2 separate regions of the Macaca mulatta genome follow, and region 2 is linked to region 1. The links are chromatin contacts, called in public Hi-C maps. All regions are on one chromosome and are shown on one strand. Each heading gives the region's core, a stretch centred on a gene start, on an enhancer-like site or on the middle of the called end of the contact. The rest is flanking DNA. Distances are from core to core; before and after follow the strand shown. Region 1 holds the start of KLHDC10 (kelch domain containing 10). Region 2 holds the start of COPG2 (COPI coat complex subunit gamma 2).

Region 1 (5,495 bases), core at 1,547-4,046:
AAAAAAAGGCCAATTGGGATTTAGAGGTCAAAAGAGAGAGAGAGTGAGCTATAGCAGAGTTGGTTTTTTTTGTTTGTTTTTTTGTTTTTAATTTTTAACTTGAGATGTGGTTTTGCTTTGTTGCCCAGGCTGGCCTTGAACTCCTAGGCTCAAGCGATCCTCCTACTTTGGCTTGTCAAAGTGCTGGGGTTACAGACATAAGCCATCATGACCAGTTGCTACAGTACACTTTAAAAAAAAATTTTTTTTTGGCTGGGCAAGGTGGCTCACGCCTGTAATCCCAGCACTTTGGAAGGCTGAGACAGGCAGATCACCTGAGTTCAAGAGTTCAAGACCAGCCTGGCCAACATGATAAAACCCTGTCTCTACTAAAAACACAAAAACTAACCAGGCGTGGTGGTAGGTGCCTGTAATTTCAGCTACTCAGGAGGCTGAGGCAGGAGAATTGCTTGAACCCAGGAAGCGGAGGTTGCAGTGAGCTGAGATGGCGACACTGCACTCCAGGCTGGAGGACAGAGCGAGACTCCATCTCAATAAATAAATTAATTAATTTTTTTAAAAAAAGGTTTTATCTCCAAGGCCCGTCAACCAAGCCTAGACATCCTACTCCTCCCCATCACCTAAAATCTTTCAAAATCTATCAAAATACAAGAAAAGGGAGAGGCTTAAAATGCAATACCTAGGAGAATAAAGAATTAGTATGAAAGAATTTCAAACTATATAATACACTGAGATATCAGATGTGTCCCAGTTTTGAGAATGAGTAAAGGAGCAATGAAGTGTCAATCAAGAGAAAAGGGAAGCAGAAAAAAGATACTGATGACCCCACTTTACAAATTTTCACAGTTTAGACACGTTTATCTTTACCTCCGGATAAATGGCTGTTCTTGGTCTTGTGTGCTAAGGGAATGCAGAAATAGCTCCACACTGAAGCCCCTTAGCAGAAATCATGGCTTCCACTGCCATCACGTGGTTGCAGTGAGGAAGTGCACCAACCAGGTTCTAGGAACCTAGGAATGCCTACATGAAGCCCATGGTACAATTAATCCGTGATCAAAGACCTAAAGATTACAGTAGAAGAGGGCAAACTGGTGACAGTGCTTGCTAAGAGTTCCATCTTCTAAGCTGTCAATACACAAAAATCTAAGTTTGTATTGTTAATTGGGAGTAAGAATAAAGATTGCTCCTTTTTTCTTTTTCATGTTAAGGATCATATATTTGGAAATTCTAGGGCGCCCAGTCTGATATTAACATCTCAAACCCAACTTCTGGTATATTATATGATTACTTACAAATGCCTCGATTTAATTTTAATGGCGCATATAAATGGTGTAATGTACATTTCTAGCACACATCAATAACCTCATCACAAACATAAGCAATTGTCTCATTAAATGTGCTAAATTAATTTCCTTTGTCATCTTCAATTTAATCAAATAATAATTTTTGACTACTTAGAAGTATAAGGCACAGTCATAAGTACAATTCAAAAAAATCAATTCATCATGTTCTCAAAACTCATCAGCTAAACAAATATATCACTAATATAATCAATATTATTCACAAAAAAACACGATGAATAATTAACACATCATTCCTGATAGTTCTTTTCATAGTAAAAATAGGCTTGCCCAGTGGGATATTTGACATTCTGTGCATTATTTAATTCCCTACCTTCCTTCTACTAGATTGAATATTCGATTACAAACGTACCTCTTTAAAATTGTCTACACATACATAGCCACTTGATTTTATTTTGTTTTCAAAAGCATCTGAACTCAAGACTACAGCACTGTAGACCAAAATGTGAAATAATGGTATGGGGTACATTTTTCCAATTCTTAGTTGTTTTTATATCGTAAACACAGCATAATTTTGTCACTAGGTATATTTTTGATCTTCACTTTCTCCCCTAAAACCTAGACCCCATTATCCATTCTGTCTCTGGACATTCCAAAATATTAATAATCCAACTAGTTTTCCCTAATTCTGTAGGTTCTCTTTCCCATACACTCCCAGCCAACACTCCCCCACCCCTTTCTTCTGTTTCAGAATGCCTCTTACACACACACCCCGGGTAGTTTTTACAAAATCACTCCTTGGAATGCGCTTCCCTCTTCTCTCCTTAACTTGGCACCCTTTTTGAAATAATTTCCCACAGCTAGGCGCCAATGTCTTTCATTTACAAGATCAAACTGCGGAAGGGGAAGAGATTGGGAACCGAGTAACAGAAACATTTGGAAATGTCAATGAGACAGTGGCCTCTCCTTTGAAAAGAAAACACAACTCTCAGTACAGAGCTTTCAACAGAGCAAAGATACTTTTCTTCGCTGTGCTCCTGTTCCCTCCCTGACCTCAAAGACACCTTCCCTTTTCTCTGATCCCCAGTCTCTCTGCTATGCGTGGGGCCTGCCTTTCCTCCTCCCAAGGAAAAGAAAGCCAGGGAGAAAAAGAAAAGGTAGCAGTCACCTTCCCGCCCGCCGCGCCCGCAAGCGGTCAGGACCCTGTCCCACGACTCACCTGGCAGGTGCGGCCGCCCGGAGAGTTGCACGAAGCGGTTGAGCTGGCCAGTCCCCCGACCCCCGCTGCCCCCACTGCCCCCGCCGGCCCCGCTACCTCCGCCACCAGCGCCGGCGGCGCCTCCTCCCCTCCGGCGGTTCCTGTCCCAGCCCTGGGCGGCCGACATGACCCGCTAACGATTGCCGCAGCCCGGTCCCGTCAGCGCCTGACCCGGCGGCACCAGCGGAACCTCCTTCCTGGGCTCCTTCAGAGACCCAGGAGACAGGGGAAGGGGGCAGCGCCCGGTCCCACCAGAGACCAATGACTTACCGCCTTGGTGAAAGGCAGCCAATGGTCAGTCGTTTTCTTGGTAGGTGGAGGGAGGCGGAGAGAAACGTGGTAACCATAGCTATGGCTAAAAAAAAAAAAAAGTGGGGAGAGAGAAAGGCAGAAGCAGCCACTCCTCGCTCTCATCGTCCGCGCTGGGCTGGCCGGCGTCACCCCGACTCCTGCGGGACCAGGCGGGCCAATCGAAGGCCGAGTGTCAGAGGCCGCGCCTGCGGAAACACGGCGACGGCCAGTGCCTCAGGTTTGGTTAGGGTTCAGGAACTCTTTCCTGTAAACATTGCAATCAGACACTGGATATAAGCATAATACACATATTTGGGGGCAATACGGTATTCTGCCAGCTTTTCAGACTGAGATCCCATTCCCTGACAGTTGACACAAAGGGCTTGCTTGGGGTCGGGGTGGGTGAGGGGACCCGGGGCGGAGTCAAAGTTAAAATGTAAGAACCAGATATTCCTGGGTTTCATTTGTCTTTCAGTCGGATTAACTGCACTCGTCCCTGTATAAGCCACGTCCCAATCAAACAGTTTTAAACCTGGTTAACAAATACGGGAAAATGCTCACTCTCACCAGTAATCTTAGAAATACAAAATAAAACCCCAATGAGAAACCATTTTTGGCTTATTACCTCAGTAAAGATTTTTCAAATAACACCCGGCAGTGTGTGGAATGCCAAGAAAAAGGTATTCTCATAGATGGCTGATGGCTCTGTAAATATTTTTGTTCACTCAAACTCCTTTTGGCTAGTAGAAAATTTTAATCAGCTTGGAAGATATATAATCAAAAGGAAATGTAAAATTAAATAAAAGGCAGTAACGGGTATGGAAGATCAAGATCAAAGAAAACTTTCGATGTGCCGATCAGGAGTCCTATTGTTCCAAAATTAAACAGAAATTTTGGCTTGAGACTTACTGGGCGCATTGCAAACTGGGAAAACAGACTACACACTGATGTTTCTAAATGATATGGAAAAAGCATATCAAATTCCTCAAGGGAAACAAAACTTTTCAAGGTCCTTAGATGTGACAGATTTTTTTTCTTTTGCATTAGAAGAACATTTCATGGTTGCAGGGGAAAAAAGAAATTCTGCTGGAGCTGAGGACAAATACCCTTTGGTCCTGGTGTGCAAATTTCTGGTCGCCACTGGCCCTGCCTCCTTGTTTTCTTACTTCCAGTCCCTGTAGGCAGAGATGTTTTAGCTACTAGCACCATAGCACACTACTTATGAAATGTTTGAGACTTTAAAAAAAAAAAAAAAAAGCCTGTGGTTCTAAAATATGAAAAACAATATATGTTAACTTTTTTTTTTTTTTTTTTTTGAGACGGAGTCTTGCTCTGTCGCTGAGACTGGAGTGCAAAGGCATGATCTCGGTTCACTGCAACCTCTGCCTCTCAGGTTCAAACAATTCTCCTGCCTCAGCCTCCCAAGTAGCTGGGATTACAGGCATGTACCACCACACCTGGCTAATTTTTATATTTTTAGTAGAGATGGGTTTCCACCATGTCGGCCAGGCTGTTCTCCACCTCCTGATCTCAGGTGATCCACCTGCCTCAGCCTTCCAAAGTGATGGGATTACAGGTGCAAGCCACCGCGTCCAGCCCGTGTTAACTTTTCTAAAGAACCTATACCTTTGAGTAACCAAATAGTAAATGAGGGAAACTTTCTCTTTAAAAGAGTAGTCCAAGTAATAAATAAATAAGGAATGATAGGATGTCACCATTTTGCAACCCCTAATGAATTAAGAGATCTACCCATTGAGCATCAACCAGTTAGTGTCACAAAATAAGAGGTGAGACATTATGTGCCATTCTGGGGCGGGGAAGTAGTTGAACAATTCTGCTTGAGATGACACTAAAAAGGTAAACCTCACCAAGGAGCTTAAATTGAATCCTAATGGAGTGAGGAGCATTGAAGGGTTTAAGCAGAGAGGTGACACGATCAGATTTATGTTTTCAAAGATCACTCCAGCTACAATGAACTCAGTTGGGTAGTTTTTTTGGGGAATTTTTTTGCTTTTTGTTTTTTTTGGTTTTTGAGATGGAATTTCACTCTTGTTGCCCGGGCTGGCGTGCAATGGCACAATCTTGGCTCACCGCAACCTCTGCCTCCTGGGTTCAAGCAATTCTCCCACCTCAGCCCCGTGAGTAGCTGGGATTACAGGCATGCGCCACCACGCCCGGCTAATTTTGTATTTTTAGTAGAGACGGGGTTTTTCCATGTTGGTCAGGCTGATCTCAAACTCCCGACCTTAGGTGATCTGACTTCCTTGGCCTCCCAAAGTGCTGGGATTACAGGCGTGAACCACTGCACCCAAGAGTTTGGTGTTTATCCTAGAGAATGGAGGTGCCTATAAGCAGCAGCCTCAGGAAAAAGACCTCTGCTCCCAAATATCTTCTAACTGCCACACTAAATATCTATCTATCACATTATGTGTGTTTGAGAGCAATATAACTAAAGATTAAAATTCCCGTTTAGACTATGATTTAATTGCAATACAGTACTACCACTAGGTCACATGGTTTTATAACCATCAGTTATAAAGGCAATGTTCTTGTAGCATTGTTTTGTAACCCAAAGACTAAAACAGAATTAAATTTTAGTTTTTTAAGGTACTAAATTTGTTTTTCTTTATTTATTTTTCTTTCTT
Region 2 (5,495 bases), core at 1,183-3,682, 610 kb before region 1:
AAGGGCCAAAGGATAAGTCTGTGCGTCTTAGAGGTATAAAAGTCTCTGGGATTGGGGTAGGGAATGGGGTAGAAGGGGCCTGGAATAAAGTTGTATGGCAGAGGGTACAATGAGAATCCTCCTCATGTATTATCATTTATTTAACAGTATTTCTAGGGTTCCTACTAAGTGTTAGACATTTATCAAGCACCAACAATAGCACTTTCAATATGTGAAAGAGATGAAACAGATTATAAAAGGCCTTGAGAGGCTGGGGGTGTCTGTAATCCCAGCAGTTTGTGAGGCTGGGGCAGGAGGACTGCTGGAGGCCAGGGGCTTGACACTAGCCTGAGCAACATAGTGAGATCCTGTCTCTACAAAAATTAATTTTAAAAAATTAACAGGGTGTGGTGGCATGCACCTGTAGTCTGAGCTACTTGGGGGGCTGGAGGAAGGAGGATCGCTTGAGCCAAGGAGTTTAAGGTTGCAGTTAGCTGTGATTGTACCATTGCACTCCAGCCTGGGTAACAGAGTAGACCCTGTCTGAAAAACGAACAACAATAACAAAACATAAATAACAAAAATAACAATAACAAAATATCAAAAATACCACAATGCCTTAAATTTATTATTTAAATAAGGGTTTGGATTTTATTCAGTAGGCAGTTTGGACCCAATGAAGAATTTCAGGGCACTGAGTACACATTTGTGATTAGATACATAATTGGTGGGTCCTCAGACTTCACCAGCTCATGGTTTTAAGACAAGGTTCATTTCTCCTACTAGCTTTCTCTCCTCAAGCAATTTCGGAGACTCCCTAAAGTATCCTTGCCTTTCCCACAAAGCCATTGTAGTGATTGCTCAACCCCTTTGCCAGCCATCCTCAGTCCCAATAGTCCTGATACCAGAGACCTGGAGTCATATTATACCATCCCTTAACTGGCTTCTTCAGGCTTCTCTGCTCCTGCTATACCTATTTGCCACCACACCCCACCCCATTTTCACCTACTGCTGCTCTTAATTCCGTAAACACTGCACAGCTAAAACCAACCTGTGGTATTAAACAAAACTTCATAGATACACAGAAAAGCTGAAGAACAGCAGAGAATGATTTATCTTGCTTTACAAGGGGCTAGTCTTAGGGTCAGCTTCAAATGTGAACTCAGGTCCTTCTACTTCCCAGCAGGTCTCCGGGGCATTACCCATTCTTGGGAACCTCTGGGCCTATTATCTACACTGTGTCTGCCTAGGTTCCCAATACTCTTGGGCCAAGGAAGAGGAAGAGGATGTTTCCTTCCCCAAAGCCTATTTATTTTCACCTCCAGAATAAATGCGTGCAGACTTCTATTTCCTTCAAGGAAAACTCCACCTACAAAGTATAACTTGAACTTTACAAGCCATATAAAGCAAACATAGTAGTTAATAATAGTACATTTAGCCAAGCCGGAGGTAAATCTTAAATGATACCATATGTAGGATATCAACAGTTCATCTTAAATCTATATTTAAGGGAAAGAATTTCCCTAGGATGTAGAATGTAATCTAGGTTAGAATTTCTCTAATTTTGCAGGGGCACGATCCTGTTGAGTATAGACTCAATTTACATTTCTAAACAGTAATGCCACTGAAGCCAAAGGCAAAGTTTCTTAGCCACGCTCTTAGACAAGAGAACAGAAAGCCAGCATACACTCAGAAAGAGGAACATGAGTTAGGAATGAATGCACGTTAATTTAGAGAGTTTCTTAAGTGTCAATATGGTGTCAGACGGAATCACTGAAAGAAGTAGGCTTGAACAAAGAAGGCTCTAAACAGGCAGTGTGTTTTACACTGGGTTTTGATGAAATGAAGGAATCCAAAAACTATAAAATAGGTTGGGAATGGTATTACACGGTCCGAAATCTTTAAAGACCAGCCTTTAAAGGTCCCTTCAAGTGGGTCTCCTTCATATCTCACATTAAGCATCCTTCGAGTACTTCTGAAAAGCCACGTTCACCAGGGTGCCTGTGCTTTGTCGTAGCTTCCAAGAAGTCAGCGAGTGAAAGGCCGATTTCCAAGGTGATTCGGGAACCACTGACACTCGCATCGCTCCTGGAAGAGATGCCCACCAGAACCGCGCCCGGGGAGAGCGCCTTCCGCAACGGGAGGGCCCCGCAGTGGATTATCAAAAAGGCCACGGTCATCGGGTGAACACAGAACCCTCAGTCCTCCCGCCTCGCTCTCCTGAGACTCAGGGGTCCGCAGAGGTCGCCAACCAAATAAAACCACATTCCTGCTGCTGCGGGCGTGGGCTCCCGGGTCACGGGCCGGGAGGGTCTGGCCCAAGCCTCCGGCGGCTGCGGAAGCAGGAGAGGGCGTGGTTGCGTCCCCGGGGGACGAGGGAGGCCGGGGAGGGCGGGCCTTGGCCCCGAGTGACGGCGCGGCGGCCCAACCGGCGTGAGAGCGCGGGGCCGGCCTTCCTGCAGCCTCTTCCGCTCTCCGGCTGCGGCGCCTGGGACGGTTGCGGTGGGTCTGGGCGTTGGGAAGTCGTCCAAGATGATTAAAAAATTCGACAAGAAGGACGAGGAGTCTGGTACGCGCGGGGCTTCCGAGGCCCACCCTCAGCCGCGGGACGCCCCTTCCCCCGCCCGCCGCCACCTGCTTTCGGGCCGGCGGGGCTGGGGGCGTGGGCGCCGGCGTGCCAGGGGGCCGGAGCTGGAGCCGGCCCCTCCCCTCCCCTCGCGGCCGCCGGGGGCCTGCCCGTAGCCCCTCCCCCAGGCGCCGGAGCCTCCCTTCGGGCCGCGCGCTCCCGCCCCGGCGCCCGCGCGCGCCCCGCTCCTGCTGCGGCGCATCCGCTCCGAGCCGCCTCCGCCCCTTCGCGCGGGCCCCCGGCGGGGGCGAGAGCGTGCGCGCGTCTCCGCGGCCAGGGGTACTGGTAGGGTCGGACCCCGAGTGGGAGCACCCTGTTCCCGGGGCTGGGGTCGACGGCACAGGGTGTGTGTGTGGAGGAACATTCAGGTGCCTGGTACCTTATCGTTTTCCTGGGACCCCAGGCTCTGTCCGGTTCCCCGGGGGTAAGACTGTGCCTTGGGACAGAGCTCGTTGAATGCTCAGGCGTCCAGAAGTGACCTGCGTTTTGATACCCGTCTTTGGTCCAGAGCAAATGGGGAAGATGCCAAGCATCCTCAAAAAGAAAAAAATCCCAGTGTTTGGTAGCATCTCCCACGGTGTGAGAGGGGGTTGGGTTAATCAACCTCCACGACCTCTTGAAGGTTTACGTCTGCGTGATTCTCTGGGAAACTTCGTTTCTGCCTCTCCTTAAGTGTTAGAAACACACAAACTAGTGCTTACCTAAGGAAATCAGAAGCACCCTACCACAATCTCATTAATCTTCGTTGTGGAAATGACACATATGTAACATTCATGGAAAAAGAGGGCAGGGAAAGAAGACACTCATTTTGGAGAGGGTTGCTGCAAAAGAGAAGTCTCAGCTCTTCGAGTGTGGCAGTGACGGAGCCAGGATCAGAATGATTTCATTTAGTTTGTATGCATATTAGCAATGATTATCACTGTGCCATCCAAGTGTTCACTTACCAAGCATTCAGTACCCTTCTCTGGAAAATACATAAGTTTGTGTAAAACAGCTATTCAGGACATTTTTTTGTTTTATACATAGGTAGTGGCTCAAATCCTTTCCAGCATCTGGAGAAGAGTGCTGTTTTACAGGAGGTATGACTGGGAAGCATTTTGTGCCTTTTCTTTTCTATTCTGTTTTAGAGTGGTGGGCAGCGAATTCCTGGGCTACTGTGATCACAACACCCAAAATAAGGAACGTAACAGAGTTTAGGGAATATAGATTTAAGGGAAAAGGAAGAGGGGTTACTTGTCACACGAGAATTTAGAGCTTATAGAAATGCAAAGACATGAAGACTGTTACAGGTTGGGAATTTTAAATATAAGAAGGGGTGTTTAGTGCAAGGTTATTGAAATCAGTTATCTGTATTAATGTCATTGTATTAGTATGATACAGATCAGTATTGTGATCCTTATTTAACTGGTATAGCCCGTAAAGTTGAAGTAGTCAACCTAAGGGAATGAGTTAGAAATAAATAGGATGGAAAATCAGGGCCACATGTAATAATTTATCAGATGCTTTAGTAAATTGAGAACTATAGACCATGTTCTTTGGATACTGTGATTAAAAATAGTCTGTATTAAAGTTGATTTGCTATAATCTATGATAGAAAAGGTAGAAAAATAACAGTGTTTTTTATGTTTTTTCATAGGCTCGTATATTCAATGAAACTCCAATCAATCCAAGAAGATGTTTGCATATTCTTACGAAAATTCTTTACTTACTAAACCAGGTAAATTACTTTTATTTTCCTCAGATAAGTGTGTCCTGGAATACAAATACTGAAGATTCAATGAAATACTTTCTGGAAAGTGTAAATATTTATTTATTTTAAATTCACTTAATTTTAACATATATAACGTTTGGTTAACAAAATAATATGTAAGACTTGAGTATGAGGACTATGACATATATAGGTTGAGTATACCTTATTTGCAATGCTCGGAACCAGAAGTGTTTTAGATTTCAGATTTTTTTGGATTTTGGAACATTTGCAGAATACATACTGGCTGTTCCTGCTCTGAGTATCCGAAATCCAAAATGCTCCAATGAGTGTCTCCACTGAGTGTTATACTGGCACTCAAAAAGTTTCTGATTTTGGAGCATTTCAGATTTTGGATTTTGAGATTAGAGATGTTTAACCTGTACTTCTTTTTCATTCTTGAGATCCTAAGCTAGTGATGCACGTAGTAGATTCTCAATAAATCCTTTGGTTTCAGTTTAATGAGTACTAGTTAGAACATATTGTTTACATGTGTTTGGAGATCTTCATGTTTTTCTGAAAATATAGTGCAAGATCAGGCAAATTCCAGGTATTTTCTTTCTTTTGTGTGTAATCATGATGTTTTAAAGCTTTGATTTTTAATATTCAGATTTTATATTTATTATCCCTACCTCACCATTGCTATTAAAATAATTCAGGGCAGTAGCTTAACCATTTTATGTGCCTTGATGTCCTTTTCTCTACATGGGGATTATGATAATACCTGTTACAGAGTTGTAATGACTAAATGAGATCATTAGTGTAAAGCACTGAGAATAGTACTGAACACATAGTAAGCATTCAGGAATAGTTTTCCTTCCATCATTCAGCAAATATTTATTGCATAGCTGCTGTGTCCTGTGCACTGTTTTAGGTGTTGGGGATATAGCAGACAAAACCAGCAAAAAATACTTGCACTCATGAAATACAGATTCTGCCTGCTACTATTGTTATTAATTTTCTTTTTTTTTTTTTGCCCCAGACTTTAAAAAAAAAAACTCATGTAATGTCTAGGGCCTTAGAAAATATGATTTTGTTTCATGGATTCATATTCCCTCAATAACAGTGGGGAATTGGTTCCAGGACCTCCATTGGATACTAAAGTCCATAGATGCTCAAGTCCCTCATACAAATGGTGTAGTA

The links. Hi-C and Micro-C count contacts between places; a contact is called where the count stands out from the background.
Region 2: a contact with region 1 is called in a Hi-C map of fetal cortex germinal zone, with 2.7 times the contacts expected there. The contact joins the promoter of COPG2 here to the promoter of KLHDC10 in region 1. A contact is called at or near these places in 2 of 14 Hi-C or Micro-C datasets (CD4 T cells and fetal cortex germinal zone).

The regions. Positions count from the first base shown.
Region 1 is chr3:169,748,574-169,754,068 of T2T-MMU8v2.0, reverse strand. It overlaps KLHDC10 (kelch domain containing 10), which reads right to left and starts at 2,796. Exons shown (of 10, transcript XM_077997333.1): 1 at 2,617-2,796. The coding sequence starts at 2,686.
Region 2 is chr3:170,356,013-170,361,507 of T2T-MMU8v2.0, reverse strand. COPG2 (COPI coat complex subunit gamma 2) reads left to right here and starts at 2,432. Exons shown (of 24, transcript XR_013415556.1): 1 at 2,432-2,548; 2 at 3,632-3,684; 3 at 4,242-4,322. It overlaps TSGA13 (testis specific 13), which reads left to right. Exons shown (of 7, transcript XM_077997351.1): 7 at 1,997-2,252. The coding sequence ends at 2,166.